Linked DNA regions of Mus musculus: all the other regions are linked to region 2. The links are chromatin contacts, called in public HiChIP or PLAC-seq maps. All regions are on one chromosome and are shown on one strand. The core of a region is the stretch at or near the end of the contact, and the rest is flanking DNA. Distances in the headings are between cores, read along the strand shown. Region 1 overlaps Gm31175 (a long non-coding RNA gene). Region 2 holds the start of Ripply3 (ripply transcriptional repressor 3). Region 3 overlaps Gm31012 (a long non-coding RNA gene).

What was found. HiChIP or PLAC-seq counts read pairs in DNA pulled down with a chosen protein or histone mark.
Region 1: a contact with region 2 is called in an H3K4me3 HiChIP or PLAC-seq map of embryonic stem cells, with 2.9 times the contacts expected there. The contact joins the enhancer-like site here to the promoter of Ripply3 in region 2. A contact is called at or near these places in 13 of 39 promoter capture datasets (the 3T3-L1 cell line, the C10 cell line, cranial neural crest and 7 more), 2 of 484 Hi-C or Micro-C datasets (both in embryonic stem cells), 14 of 115 datasets of contacts at active chromatin or transcription factors (bone marrow-derived macrophages, embryonic stem cells, epiblast stem cells and 4 more) and 1 of 9 other capture datasets (liver).
Region 3: a contact with region 2 is called in an H3K4me3 HiChIP or PLAC-seq map of bone marrow-derived macrophages, with 2.7 times the contacts expected there. The contact joins the enhancer-like site here to the promoter of Ripply3 in region 2. A contact is called at or near these places in 9 of 39 promoter capture datasets (the 3T3-L1 cell line, the C10 cell line, cranial neural crest and 6 more), 6 of 484 Hi-C or Micro-C datasets (CD8 T cells, the HL-1 cell line, embryonic fibroblasts and 2 more), 19 of 115 datasets of contacts at active chromatin or transcription factors (the HPC-7 cell line, acute myeloid leukemia, bone marrow-derived macrophages and 10 more) and 2 of 9 other capture datasets (adipose tissue and pancreatic islet).

What each region holds. Positions count from the first base shown.
Region 1 is chr16:94,063,408-94,068,120 of GRCm38.p6, forward strand. All of the region lies in intron 1 of Gm31175 (a long non-coding RNA gene), which reads right to left. Among named protein-coding and RNA genes, the nearest start is that of Gm31175, 19 kb to the right of the region's middle. Within about 2 kb of position 3,039, at least 58 of the 459 cell types and tissues checked have an H3K27ac peak or open chromatin away from gene starts, as enhancers often do. A contact at or near this core is called in embryonic stem cells and memory CD8 T cells, where this site is marked.
Region 2 is chr16:94,325,743-94,330,787 of GRCm38.p6, forward strand. It overlaps Ripply3 (ripply transcriptional repressor 3), which reads left to right and starts at 2,680. Exons shown (of 4, transcript NM_133229.2): 1 at 2,680-2,855; 2 at 3,604-3,679. The coding sequence starts at 2,755.
Region 3 is chr16:93,955,176-93,959,503 of GRCm38.p6, forward strand. Gm31012 (a long non-coding RNA gene) reads left to right here. Exons shown (of 2, transcript XR_385072.3): 2 at 1,664-2,547. It also overlaps a transcript of Cldn14 not described here. Among named protein-coding and RNA genes, the nearest start is that of Cldn14, 28 kb to the left of the region's middle. Within about 2 kb of position 2,441, at least 26 of the 459 cell types and tissues checked have an H3K27ac peak or open chromatin away from gene starts, as enhancers often do. A contact at or near this core is called in the HPC-7 cell line, acute myeloid leukemia and bone marrow-derived macrophages, where this site is marked.

The DNA of each region.
Region 1 (4,713 bases), core at 1,789-4,288, 260 kb before region 2:
GCTGTCTTAATCAAAGCCAGCACTGACTCCTATAGCTAGTTTTGCTAGTCAGCTTGCTCTGGGGATTCCCCTGTCTCCACCTTCTGAGGCTAGATTTCCACCCCCATCAGACATTTACATAGATTCTGGGGATTTGAACTCTGACCCTCACATTTGTCCCTATGAGGGGCAACCTCTTTAACCACTGAGCCATCCTCGCCAGCCCTGAGCTTGACTTTTCTGGTGAGAGATAATCGTGGTGGGAGGTCCTGCATGCAGCCCTGGTAATACGACTTACAAACACTAACAATTTTTTTTTTGTTTTTCTAATTCCAATTCTCCAATAGCCTTCCAGAGAAGTCCAGCCATGGGCTCACCATCTCCCATCATGCTCTCTGATATGCCCAAAATGGCTATGTAGGGGTGTGAGCTGCAGCTCACATGTGAGGCCAGAGGGCCACTCTCTTATCATTTCTCTTTCTCTTTACATGGCTCCCAGGGATCAAACTCAGGCCGTCAGGCTTGTGCGCAAATGTTTCCACTCACTGAGTTGTCAGCCTAACTCTTACGTTTTCTGCTCCGGCTTTTTGTTTGATTGTTCTCTCTCATAGTTGATGTTGTCTTCTAATGTCTTGCTACAGAGTTTTTCTACCATGCATCTAGGCTTATGAATCCCTAAGAAGCGACTATGATGGGGGGAGGGGCAGCAGGAATCTGAGGGTGCACATCTTTAACCACACTCAGTAACCACAGAGTGAACTGGGAGAAGGCCACCGCTAGGAACGATCAAAAAAGCCCGTCCCTGGCCACACACTTTCTCCAACAGGGCTGAACATTCTAAAGGTTCTATAACCTCCCCAAACAGCATTGCCAACTGTTCAGGTACATAAGCCTATGGGCGGACATTCAAAGCACCACAAGACCCAAGGACCCACCCCCAAGGGGCTCTTTCCTTCACTAAGGCCCCACCTCCTACAGCTTCCGCAACCTCCCAAAAGAGCGCCACCAGCTGGAGACATTCAGAATGTGAGCCTGTGGGGTGGGGCGTGTTCTCACGGTAATGAATAGCAGCGAGGTAAGAGAAAATCCTGCGCCCTTTGACAGACACAAGGAGAGCCCGTGTCCAGGCCCGGGTCCAGGCACACTAATTCCACATCACCTGGAACTAATTTTGAGGAGCATCAGACAGAAAGGCTAAGGAGCCACTTCAGAATAAAGAATCTAACGAGGCATGACAGCTGAAGGCGCAGCATCATCCTGGATCGGAGCCTGGGTCGGGGCATAAGTTACAAACGATGTTATTTTGTAAATTGATGAAATTTGAATATAAATTCTGAGTTGGATAATAGTAGTGTCCAACAATAAATTTCCTAATTTTCGTAATCATTCTGAGGTTACGTGAGAGAGTATTTCTATTCTCAGGAGATGGACAGGGAAGAACTTGTAGGCCAGCAGGGCGTGGTGTCTCCAGCGGGGTGTGGACTTTCCTGCTTGTTCTCTAACGAATAATTAACGAGCGTCAATTATCAGATGGGAAGGAGTGTGAACAACTGGGAATCAGGGTAAGGATGCTTTTCTAAAGATTCTTTACATCGGAAAGTACACAATGAGGATCCATTGGGTTCTCAGAGTTCACTCCCTCGTCGGTTTGCATTTGCTGGTTAAGAAGGAGGCCTTGGGAGCTGAGAGACAGCAGTTTCTTTTACAGGGGACCTGGACTTGGTTTCCAGCACTCACATGGTGGCTCGGAACTGTCTGCAACTCCAGTTCCAAGGCACCTGCTCAATGCTGTCGTCTGGTCTCCTCAGCTCCTGCAATTGAATGGTCCACATAAATTCATGCAAGCATACATGTATACAGAGCAAATCCTCACACATACACAACAATAAAATAAATAAATGTAATTTTATAATTTTCATGTGGCTTTACTAGAATATTAAGTGAATTAAAGGCCCCATCCTAGGATGTTAGAGAGGATCTACTACTACCAAAGCTGCAAACCCAGCACTCAGGAACTAGAGGCAGAAAGACCTGGGTTCAAGGTCATCTCAGCTAGGAAGCTCCTTTCTTTACAAAAACAAAAATGAGATTTATGTATTTTATGTATGTGAGTATACTGTCTCTTTCTTCAGACACTCCAGCAGAGGGCATCAGATCTCATTACAGATGGTTGTGAGCCACCATGTGGTTGCTGGGAATTGAACTCAGGACCTCTGGAAGAGGTGCTCTTAACCTCGGAGCCAGCTCTCCAGCCCTAGGAGGCTCGTTCTAGTTAACCAAAGCTCAGCTGGTAAAGGGGGCTTCCTAACATACACAAGCCTGGGGTTCCTTCCCAGCACTATGTGCACAGGGAGTAGTAACATGGAGCCCGCCCAGCAGGTAGAGGCAGGGCAGATGTTCAAGGTCACTTGGTGTGATAGTGCATGCCTTTAATCCCAGCCTGGTCTACAGAGCCAGTTCCAGTACAGCCAGAGCTACATGGAGAAACTCTGTCTAAAAAAAAAAAAAATCAAGGTCATTGTTTGGTCACACAGCAAGTTCAAGATCACCCTGGGCTACTCTTTAAAGGCTGTACCTTGAAACGGACTGGAGGGTTAATTAACTTCCCTGGGTTTCACTTTTGTCAATCTGTAAAATCGGCTCGTAACGCCACCAGCATCAGAGAGCCTGAGGTCTGTACAAAGTAAAGGTGTAGCACACTGCCCCTCTGTAGGAAGCCCCAGTGCTCACTGCCCCTGTAGGAAGCTCCTGTGCTCAATGCCCCTCTGTGGGAAGCTCCTCCCTCTGTAGGACGCCCCACCCTCTGTAGGAAGGAAGCCCCACCCTCTGTAGGAAGGAAGCCCCTGTGCTCACATCTCAGCTGACCAAGCCAATAGCTAGTCTTTCGGTTGTCCTTCGACTGTGGTGGTTTGAACGAGAAATGCTCCCATAGGCTCACGTATTGAACACTTGGTTTCCAGCTGGTGGTGGATCTGCTTGGGAAGACTTTAGACAGTGCCGCCTTATGAGAGGAAGTGCGTCATCACTGGAGTTTGGCTCGGAGAGTCTGAAAAGCTCAGCATTACAGTTCATTCCATCTGCTTCCTGCTCCCGCAGGCCACGCCTCCCTACCATGGTGGACTCTCTAGAACAAGAAGCCAAATGAACCTTTCCTTTTATAAACTGCCTTGGTCATGGTGATTTATCTCGGCAGCCGGAAGGCACTAACGACAACGGCGCCCTTTTGGTCTGCGCTGCCTCTAAACCCTGAAGGCGGTTCTGGAGGTTCTGCGTGGCGCTGACTGCTCTGTTTCACAAGCCCTCTCTTCCTTTGCATCTCAGCTGTATCCCTTTGCCAAGTGACCATTTCAACAGAGACACAACCTCCTTTTCCAAACACAGTGAGAAGGGAGGGGATGGGACCTAACTAGCACTCCCTTAAAATCTAAAGTTTCCAAAATACTACACCTGAGGGAGTCCCTGTGAACACTCCTGCTTAGAATAGAAGAAGGACGGACGTCTCTGACTTCTTCTGACTCTGTCTGTCTGTGAAGACCAATCGGAACAAGTGTACTAACACAGCTAGAAAAGCTGGAAAAGTGCCAAAGATGCTTGCCCAACGTCAGAGAACAATCCAAATAACATCTATTGCTGGAGAGAAGCTATAGACAAGCAAGCCGAGCTGGCTCTAGAGTCTCTCTTCCCTGTGAACACTATCCAGATCAAGCTCAAGCTGGAGACACTGGGTACTGAGCCAGCCGTATCCATCTAAGAGGCTGGGAGGACTGCATTTGGACTTGGGAAGAGCAGAGCAGCCCAGAGGGGTACAAATTCTTGGAATGAAAAGAAAAAGGAACTTCAGAGATATGAACTTCATAGCCTATGTGGGTTTCCTGCCCAAAGTTGAAAAACAAACAGAAAACCACTGAGAGATGAGAATCTGGGCTCACTTTTCAATATTCTCCTTGTTAGCCAGCCGACTGACTAACTCAAAAGACATCTTCTCTGAACGTCAGAAAAATGATCTTTAGTGAATACATCTTGGGGTGAAGTCATCCTAGATCTGGGGTGTTCTCTGCAGCAGCAACTGTTGTGGTAAGAAGGGTGAGGACAAAGAGCCATGCATCACGTGACAGGGAGTCCGAGACCAAGGCTTGCCTGGGGTCAAAGATGAAAAGGACTGGGGGTGGGGGGGAGCCTGCTGTGCCCTGCTGAGATGCTTAGCCCAGGTTTCCTCGGTAGCCTCAGGAATCCAAGGGAGGTCCTTTCTCTTAGCTATAAGCCTTCCAGTCTGTAGTCATTTCTTCCCATCAGTCCCAGGAAACAGTTCCAGTTTCTTGGTGCTGAAGGTGTAGAACTGAGAACTTGGGCGGCTGTCAGAAAATGGGCAGCCCAGGCTAGGCACTGAGGCCCGGCAGCATCTGACCCCCAGAGAGGAGGAAGCAGCATCAGTCTGAACATGAAACAAATCTTTTTAAGGTGAAGATACTAAGTGTGGTTTTGGATTGGGTGGGATCCAGTGTATTGATCTAACACAAGTACAGTGTGGGTAATTGAAGGCTTCATCTGTCAATCACCTTCCTGTGGTAAAACACCGTAACCAAGGCCTGAGAGAAGAAGGGTTTATTTGGGTTTTGCTTCTGGAGAATAAATGGTGTTGGAGCGGAGGTGGCAGGCGCCTAGAGCAGCCGCTGAGAGCTCACATCTCAAACCACAGACAGAAAGCTCCCCTGCTAAGATACGTAGAGAAACTTC
Region 2 (5,045 bases), core at 1,430-3,929:
TGTTTCAAATGTACTTTCAGCCCATTTGTGATTGTTCGTGGTTTTGCTTCAAAGCACCCACCTGTTGGCTTAACCCCCCTTGTTTGCTTGTCATTCCCTATAAAACCTTATCCTGGTGAGGGCTCGGGGCTGCTCTACCTTCCCGTCCTGCTGTCTCAGGGTTGACAGAGTGCCCAAGCTCAAGTTGTAATAAACAGACCCTAATGCAATTACATCAGAGTCAGCTCCTTGGTAGTCTTTTGGGGCTCACAAATGCTTCCTGGCACAACATGCAGGTATGTGCCCATGAATGCTGGTGCCCACATGAGAGAGCGTTAGATTCCCTTAAGTTACAGCTTGTCGAGAAACACCTAATATGAGTACTTGAACCCCAGTCCTCTGCAGGATCAGTTACAGGCTCTGAACCACTGAGCCATCTCTCCTACCCAGGAACAAGATATGGTTTCTTAATCTGCAGACTGAAGATAATGCCTAATTTGTAGGCTTGGAATGAGGATGATAACATTATATACTTCACAAAGGAACACAACAGTTACTTTTATAGATACAGAAATTAGAGTAGTGGTTACCCAGGGTGGGGGAGGGGAATCTAGGTCCAAAGCAGGGGCAGCTTCAGTGTGGGATCAAAACCTTCTGGGGAGCCAGGCGGTGGTGGTGCATGCCTTTAATCCCAGCACTCGGGAGGCAGAGGCAGGCAGATTTCTGAGTTCGAGGCCAGCCTGGTCTACAAAGTGAGTTCCAGGACAGCTGGGGCTACACAGAGAAACCCTGTCTCGAAAAACCAAAAAAATACAAACAAACAAACAAACAAAAAAGCATCTGGGATGAAGTGGGTATGGGAAGGGGATGTGAGTGCTTTATCTCACTCACTTAAGTGTAGATTTGAAAACGATTAAAATGGTAAGTTTGAATTCTATTTTGCAACAGTAAAAAAAGCAATACGTTCATTGTTGAAAATTTAGAAAACATTTTAAAAATCCTTAAAGCTGGGTCAGTAAGATAACTCATCAGATAAAGAAGCCAAGAAATGCTGAGCTTCATCCCAGAATCCACCTGGGAGACAGAAAGAGCAGCCCCCCACAAGATGTCTTCTGGCCCCCACATGTCTTGCCCATACACATAAGCAAACAAACAAACAAACAAATGTAAAAACAAAGTTACCCTAAGCAGCTCCTCTTTCTAAACCTTGTATCTAGGGGCTGGAGACACAGCTCAATGGTTAAGGGCACTTGTTGCTCTTGCAGAGGACTCAGATTTGGTTCTCAACGGCCATATGGTGGCTCACAACCGTCTGTAACTCCAGTTCCAGAGGATGGAAAGGTAACATGGTGGGCAGACCTGCATGCAGGTAAAACACACATAAGATAAAATGATCTAAAAATAACCTTTTATCTAATTTTCCATAGTGTTCAGGACTCCGTAGAGTTCCTGGATTTCAGACACAGGACTAGGAGAGAAAAGAGACCTGCACAAATTTATTTATTTATTTATTTAAGTTTCTGAGACAGGGTTTCTCTGTGCATCCTTAGACTGTCCTGGAACTCACTCTGTAGACCAGGCTGGCCTTGAACTCACAGAGATCCCCTTGCCTCTGCCTCCTGAGTGATGGCTCAACATGAGTGTGTTTTTATCAGCTATATAACATACCCCCATCCTTTACATACTATTGGGAACACTTGGCTGTCACTAGATACCTTTTCATTCTTTGGGCTCACAGATACACGTTATCAAAGTTCTTTAAAAGGCACCCACATCTAGGTGTTTTTTTATTAAAACAACAAGAAACCACTGACACCTTAACTGTGTTCGTGAGTTCACATTGTTTGCTCACTCCCAGCTTCCTGCTTTATATTCAGGGCTTTTAATACTGTAAATAAAATTTGTAAATACTCCCTCTTTCCTATTTGCCCTTAATTGGTGTTAAATATTCCCCAGATCTTAAATAAACCATTCGAAAACATTTTATTCCCCACCCCTCTCGGTTTTTAAAACCCGAGTCACTTAATTTAAATGACACAGACCAAGCTACAGTGTTCACATGCAGTCACCTGGCACTGGAGAACAGGTTATTGGGCAAAGGGGTACCCGGGGTCCTGACTGGTGACCCCTAACAGGAAGCACCCCTCCCCCATCTTAAGGCTTTCGTCGGTGCGGAGGTTGCGCCTAAACCCTCGCCTGGCTTCGTAAACCCAGCTGTCACCCACTCGTGGAGCTGTCCTGACCCTCGGTGTAGCGAGGACTCTGTGCCCCACACTCACCACCTCTCACAGTGCTGAAAGGGAAACTCTGGGAGAACTGGGGTGCGGGGTGGGGCTTCATGCTTTTAGGGATCAGAGCCCCGAGGGCAGCGGCCCCAGGAGTTGCTCAGCAGTGGGGAAAATTGTTCCCCGGGACGCGCAGCCGCCACCCGTCATCTCGGAGGCCCTGTAGGCCGTCTGTCCCGCCCTGCGCTTCCCGCTCCGCCAGTGACCCTCCTGGTTTTCTTTTGTCCTTTCTCCACTCTGGACACACACCCCTCCCCGCCGTCCCGACCCTGCTCTCTTCCTTGAGCCTTTCTGGTCTCCACCCTCTGCTTCCTCCGTCCCTTCCCGAGGTCCCTTGCCCTCCCCCTCCCCACGGGGCGCAGTTTCCCCGAGTCCCCTCCCCGCCCCGCCCCAGTTTTTAAACCTGGCGCCGAGTGAGCGGGTAGGTGAGCGCGTTCAGCCAGGGGGACCAGGCGCCGTCGGGCTGAGAGATTCGCGCGACACCCGCACCATGAGACCGGAGGCGGCCGGAGTCCGGGAGGCGCGGGGACGCCTCTGCCACTGTCCGGGGGATGATCCCGGGAGGCTACCGCTGCCACGCGGGCCCGAAAGGTGAGGGTGTCCTGTGGCCCCGGTGGAGGTGCACCCAGACACTGAGCTCCTTAACCTGAGATCGACTACTGCAAACTCCTGTCTGAAGTGCAGGGACCCCGCGGATATCTGGCAAGGAAATGGGCAACACTTGCGTGTATTGAGGATCTGAAATTGATCCAGCTGGAAAATACTGAAGGCTGGGGGCCCCATAAGAAATTTATAAAAGGATCCTGCGGTCTATCACAAAGTGACAGTCTCCTGCCCTACGCTGGGGATCGGTGTTTGCCCATCCAGGGACATCGCTATCTTTAAAGCTGTGAAGTTTAAGGAAATCAGATTAGCTGGGTAGGTAGGAAGCGGAGCAGTTTGGCGATGCAGAAACGCCTTTGGCATAGTAGTCTAAGGAGTCTCCAGCAGCAGAGGTGGTGTACTTGAAACCAACCATCTGTATTAGAAAAATTTGAGGTATCAATGAGAGATTTGCTAGGAGAAAAAATAATCTCCACTCACACGCGCCCTAATAATAGGTTAGATTTGGGGCTTCCCATCTCAGAGTGTACTAGGAAGCAGAGCCCGGAGAATTCTTCAGGAGGCAGGAACAGGTAAAGTACTGACTGGCCCATCGGCAGACAGACCTTAAGGGATCATGGTGTGTGCAGGGACTCTTTGTCAAACAGACACTATGGTATCAACCTCATAGTAACCTTTGGGGGGGCGGGGCGGCAGAAACGCCAGGAGTTCAGTCTCTCCTGGTGCTTGTTTCCAGTTCCATTCCAGCCCCGTGGAGACCGTGGATGTCGCCTCCCCCCGGAGATGCTGAACTGACCAGAACTGAACGTCCGGTAAGCTAAATGTGACTGTTGTAGGCAATAGTCAATCCAGAAAGCGGCACCACGTCTATAATAACTTTGAAAACAAAACCAAAACCCGGGGGAAGGACTCCTCTCTCGTGCTTAGCTTGGCCTAACCCACAAGTAAGTTCCTGAAGGTCTGGTGGGTAGAGCCCAGAGTGAACGGAGGTGCTAATGGGCCCACTGGGCTCGCGATTGCTCCTCCGTCCTTGAAAAGCAAACAGCTGAGGACATGGGCTTTGCATGGTAATTACATGCAGCGGTGGGAGAGGAGGGTTCTTCTATAAACCAGAGCATGGGGGAGGGAGGGGCAAAGCCCAGCCCCCTTAGAGAAAAGCTGATTATGTACCACACTGCAAAGCAGGCAGACCTCCATCCACCTCAGGTGCCCAGACAGTGCAGTTAAAAGCTCCCACCCTTGTCTGGCCCTGTCTGCAAGAACTCTTGCAGGATCTTCTGTTCTCTGTGCAAATACACTCAAGCACCGGGCTTTGTCAGCAAAGATTAATTGCCACAGCTATCCCTTTATCTTTGCCTTGCCGGTTAATTGCTTTTGACTTATTAAGCGAATGTTTTGCTTACATTTGCTATATTCTCAAATATAAATGGACCTTTAAAACAGTGGAGGTAGCTTAGGAAGGGCCATGCATCTCACTTACACAACACCTGTGGGATACAGCTTAATGTACAGATAGATGTGATATGAAAAGTTAACTGTGGGAAATTACTCCTCTATTATTCTTTTACATTTAAGTTATTTTCTTTGAATACTGAGTGCTTTAATTCAGTTAGCATTTATAGAAGCTTAAAGAACGGAGCAAACAGGAGGGCAGCTAGAGTCTGCTACATGGTTTTGTTTCAGTCCTGATAATCCCTGCTCCAAATTTCTAAGTGACTGAAGAGAACTCTTTCTATCTCATTCCACTCAGACTTAAAGTCCTTAGAGTCCTTAAAGGTAAGATTTAAAAGAACTCACTAACTACTAAATTTTCCTTTAAGTGAACCGTGAGTATGGAGGTCACTCAGTTGTGTGGGAGACTAGAGTACTACGGCACACACAGGGCCTGAGGCAGGCAGCTTCTGGTTCCACTGTGAGGAGAAAGCCCCTTGTGATTATCTTAAAGCACAGCCCCTTTCCAGTTGACTGCACTTCACAGAAGGCAGTTAAGGCCTGGATTTGGGCAGATGGGGGAGCCTGGGGTTCTGTAGGGACTGTAGAACTGGCTGCCTTCCCACACGCCTGTCAGGGCGAGATCTTGGGATCCACCCCTGGGTCTTTCCTTGTCACTAGGCTCTGGATTTACCAGGGAGCTAAACTCCCAGCTCTATGCAGAAAGCTCTTCATAGATGTCCCACA
Region 3 (4,328 bases), core at 1,191-3,690, 370 kb before region 2:
GTGGAGTGACTGCTCAGAAAACACTGAGCAAATCAGATGGGGACAGGAGGGCTGGTGACAGAGTGGGACACAGGGCTGGGAGGGTGAGAGGGGCCAGATGGGACTTTTTGGAAATTTGGCAGAGACTTCAAATGTTGACTTCCAGAGCTGGCAAACCACAGCCTAGGGAGGGCAGGGTGTGCTACCACAGGTGGGGCACATGTGTGGGGTGCCTACAGCAAATGCCCTCTGAGTGAAAAAAGAGACCATCGGTGTCTGCCTTCACCAGCCACACCACTGCCCTCCACACAGAAAGCCTGTCTTGGGAACGGTAGCAAAGAACTACTGGGGACCCCGCATTCTCTTGTCTGCTGGTGGCTGACTGTGGTATCTTTTTATTTGTTTGTTGTTTGTGTTTGAGATGGAGTCTCTTGTGACTCAGGCTTGCCTCAAGCACACCGTACAGCTGAGAATGACCTTGAACATGCTGAGATTGCAGATATTCCCACCACACCCAGTGCACTAGATGGAACTCAAGGCTCTGAATGATGCTCAGAGCTGACCTATGTAGAAGTTGGGTGCGTTTTAACCATTCAACCTCAAGATGTTCTTATTAAGGAGAAACAGGACTGTTGAGAGCTGATGATGGCTCTGAGGCTGAAGAAATAGTTCAGTGGTTAAGAACACTGGCTGCTCACTCAGTCTTGAGGATCAGAGTTCAAATCCCAGCATCCATGTAAGACCCCTGTAACCCTAGTTCTAAGCACTCTTTAGGCCTCTGTGGCACCTGCACACACATATACACATGTGTACTCACACCTGCCTACACATGTGTACATGCGCACTGACAAGTGCTTACACTCTTATACAAGAAAGTAGATTTCTTTTTTTTTTTAAAGAAAAAAGTTATATTTTTAATAATTTTAGTTGGCAAATTAAAAGTATCCATTTAGAGCAAAAGCCAAACCCTTCATTGACATCTAGGAGAGTAACGAACTACTAAATCACTATGAACTCTCATCATAGTCACCAATTCACTTCCCTCCAACAGGAGCTTTCAGTCCCCGTAGTTCATTATTGCTGTTACTATTATTGTGTGACCTGTATGCATCTGTACATGTTCATGCCTGCCAGAGGCCAGAGGTGACTTCTTCAGTCACTTTCCATCTCAGTTTTGGAGACAGGGCCTCATTATACCGGGACCTCATTGATTGGGGGAAGGCAGTGAGCTCTGGGGACCTACCAGGCCCCTCACTCAGGCCTGGTATTATGAACACGCTCTGTGCCATGGAGCCTGGTGTTTCCATGCCTGCTAAGGACTGAACTCAGGGTCCCCTGTTTGTGCACCTCACTGGGTAAGCCATCTCCCCAGCTGAGCTATCTCCCCTTTTTACTCAATTCTTCACATGGCGCCTCCCTCTAGGCAAAACTAAGCCTAGGAAAGTCTGTGGACTTTATTAGCCCACAAGACAAAGCCCAGCAGGACCGTGGAGGGTTTCATCTGTACTGAGGTAGAGACAAACGGAACCCGATGAAGCCCTTAGTTATTACTGTTTTTAAAAGCATGCTCAATTTAAATAAACGTCAAGCCCCACAAGGCAACCGCTAGCACTCGACGCTCATGAAGTTAGCTCAATCATACACCAGAAGAATTTCTTTCTGTTGTGATTAATCTTTTCTGCAGGCTTTCCCAAGCTAAGTAGCAGAGTCTTACTGCGCTCCTGAAGCGGCAACTCTGAGGGCTGAGAAGAAATCGCATCCTCATAGACCTGCCCTGCCCTGCCCTGACCCAGCTGTGAGCATCAGGACCTCTGGAGTCTAGGGAAGCCATGGTCAAGACTCTGCTCTGAGGCCCCCAGGGGCCCTCACGGTTCCCCCAAAGTTTCAATTACTCAATAGTAAGAGTCTATAGCACTGTCAAGTTTTCAACTACAGGCTCCATGTCTACTGGGTAAGACTCCAACGCCTCAGCAGGGCAAACCAGGGATCCGTGATAAATGATGACCCACAAGTGGTCTGGCACTGTGGAGTTTGGCAGTCCTCCTTGGGTGTGATAATTTCCTACCCACCAACCATCCTGTCAGCACGTCGGATTTAAAATATCACACGTGGAACAATGAAAGATTGCCAGCATCTCACCACCACCTTTTGATTAATGAGCCATTCCTCTGAGATGGATTGGCTTGTTTGATTCCGTTACCTGGGATGACTGATGGCTGTTTTAAAAAACACTTAGCGGCAGCGTTGCCCTGCGTGAGATAATTTTCATACGCCTTTTGCAGCCGCATCCAGAATAATTGGACTTTATTGCCTGCCTTCCATGCATGAACCCAAGTTCCCTGGAGAAGCCTAACAGCTTGAGACCCCGCTGCTGTAGTCTTTCCACACTGATCAGCTGCCGTGGTCACAGGAAAGCTCCCACCAGATGGCCGGCCAGCCTTCTAGTGACATTTCCCGTTTCCCGTCCATTACTCACCAACGGAAAATAATGTGACATGAACTCCCCATTTTTGAGTAATATGTGGTTATATCCTTGTGGTTCCTGTGCTAAAGGCAAATGAATTATCATACAGTCGTTTCTTAATTCTCTGGGGAGAAAACAGAAGAGACAGCCGGTCACAGTGTTTGGCTGGGAGGGGGATCGGCACTCTTCAGGCATCCACCACGGCGTTTACATTTAATGTCCTAATTCCTTTTTCTTTCCCTTTTTCTTGTTGCTTATTCTTCTATTGCTCAGGAAAAGTAAGCTTGTCTGCTTAAGACACCAGAGCTCAGTTTTAAGAATAGTTGTCCTTGGACGCCCTGTTTGTGATTACTTCTCCCGGGTGTTCCTTTTCCTGATGCTCTGGTGCAGAAACGAGACATTGGTGGTGGACATTGGTTCTGTTCTGTCTCTAAAGGCCCAGTTTTCTCTTCCACATGGACCCAATTGTCTAGTTCTTTTAGAATTCTTTACTTTTTAGTTTTAGATTTTTTTTTAAAGTTAATTTTTAAAAAGCCGTGTGTTTGTGTGTCTTCGTGGGTGGATGCACACACGGGAGGAATACCGCAGAGACAAGAAGAGGCCATGGGGCCCTGGAGCTGGAGTTACAGGCAGCTGTAAGCCACCCGCGACTGGAGACAAATCCAGGTCCCTCTGCAGAAGCAGTGCAGAGTCTTGAGTGTTGCTCTCCAGTCCCAAGAAGCGTTACTCTTAAAAGCGGTGGCTAATACCCTGAAGTGTTTGACTCTGTGTTTTTCTAGTTCCCTTCTGACCAGAGCCTTGTATGTGACTAGCTTTTAATTATCTAATTGCTATCTTTATTATTAGAGACAAGTGACTAATTATTATATTAATTAATAATTTCTATATTATTAAAGACAAACATTTGAAGCTGACGCACCCTTACCTTGTGCAGGGTGGCGTGTAAGAGAATGATGTCCACCACTGGTCATGGCTAGTCTGTGGGGCCAGCGCTTTATGACCGTTAGGTTTGGTATAGCAGAACTCGGAGCCAAGCTCCACTGATTGGCACAATTTGACCCTTCCCTCTGACTCCAAGCTGTGAATCTCTGTGACTCCAGAAGCCAAGAGCCAAGAAACCCTTCTTTCTGGAAAGTTCCCTCCCCCCCCCCCCCGACATTCCCTTCTCAGACAAAAGGCAACATGGGGTGCAGGTCTCTGCTTACTCTGTTCTCACAGGAGAACAGAGCTAAGAAGCTGTTCATATGGTCCCTTCGTCAGGCAGCCAGCCTAGAGGAACTGGGGTCTCTCGTAGGCTTCACCCCCACAGAGGCATCTGCCCTTGTCCTGGAGATGTGATTTTCCCAAGGTTCCATGCTGCCTACTTACAAATCTGTTCAGTGAAACAACGCCTATGTTACAAGGTAGCGGGACACTCCAGAAGCTGTGGGAAGCTCTCAGAGTGGACCAGAAGGTTCTAAGAAATTACTTCTAGAAGATTCTGGGAATGGCTTCTGTGTCTTCTTCCCATCTCTACCAAAGACAGAGTAAATGGCAGCCTTGCTTGGCTCTCTGTCCTTTGCACTCACCCAGCTAGGACAGACAGCACCCAGGATGATCTGCCCGGAGTGTCCCCTGTTGGTAATTCAACCCTTCACACGCTCATTTGCATCCGCTCAGACGACTGTTGTGGCTACAAAGAAATGTTTTTCCTTAGTAGAATCACAAATAATTTGAACAGAAAGCTACAGACAAGACAGACTAATCATGTTTGAAAGGAGGTATCTCTGCACACAGAAGGTTTTCTGCATCTAAAATGCTCTTTCTCCATCAAAACTCTGTGTGATGGGGCTTCCTGACACGCAGAAAGTGAACAGCTGGCCGAGTTTCTTCCCTCAGGTGAAAA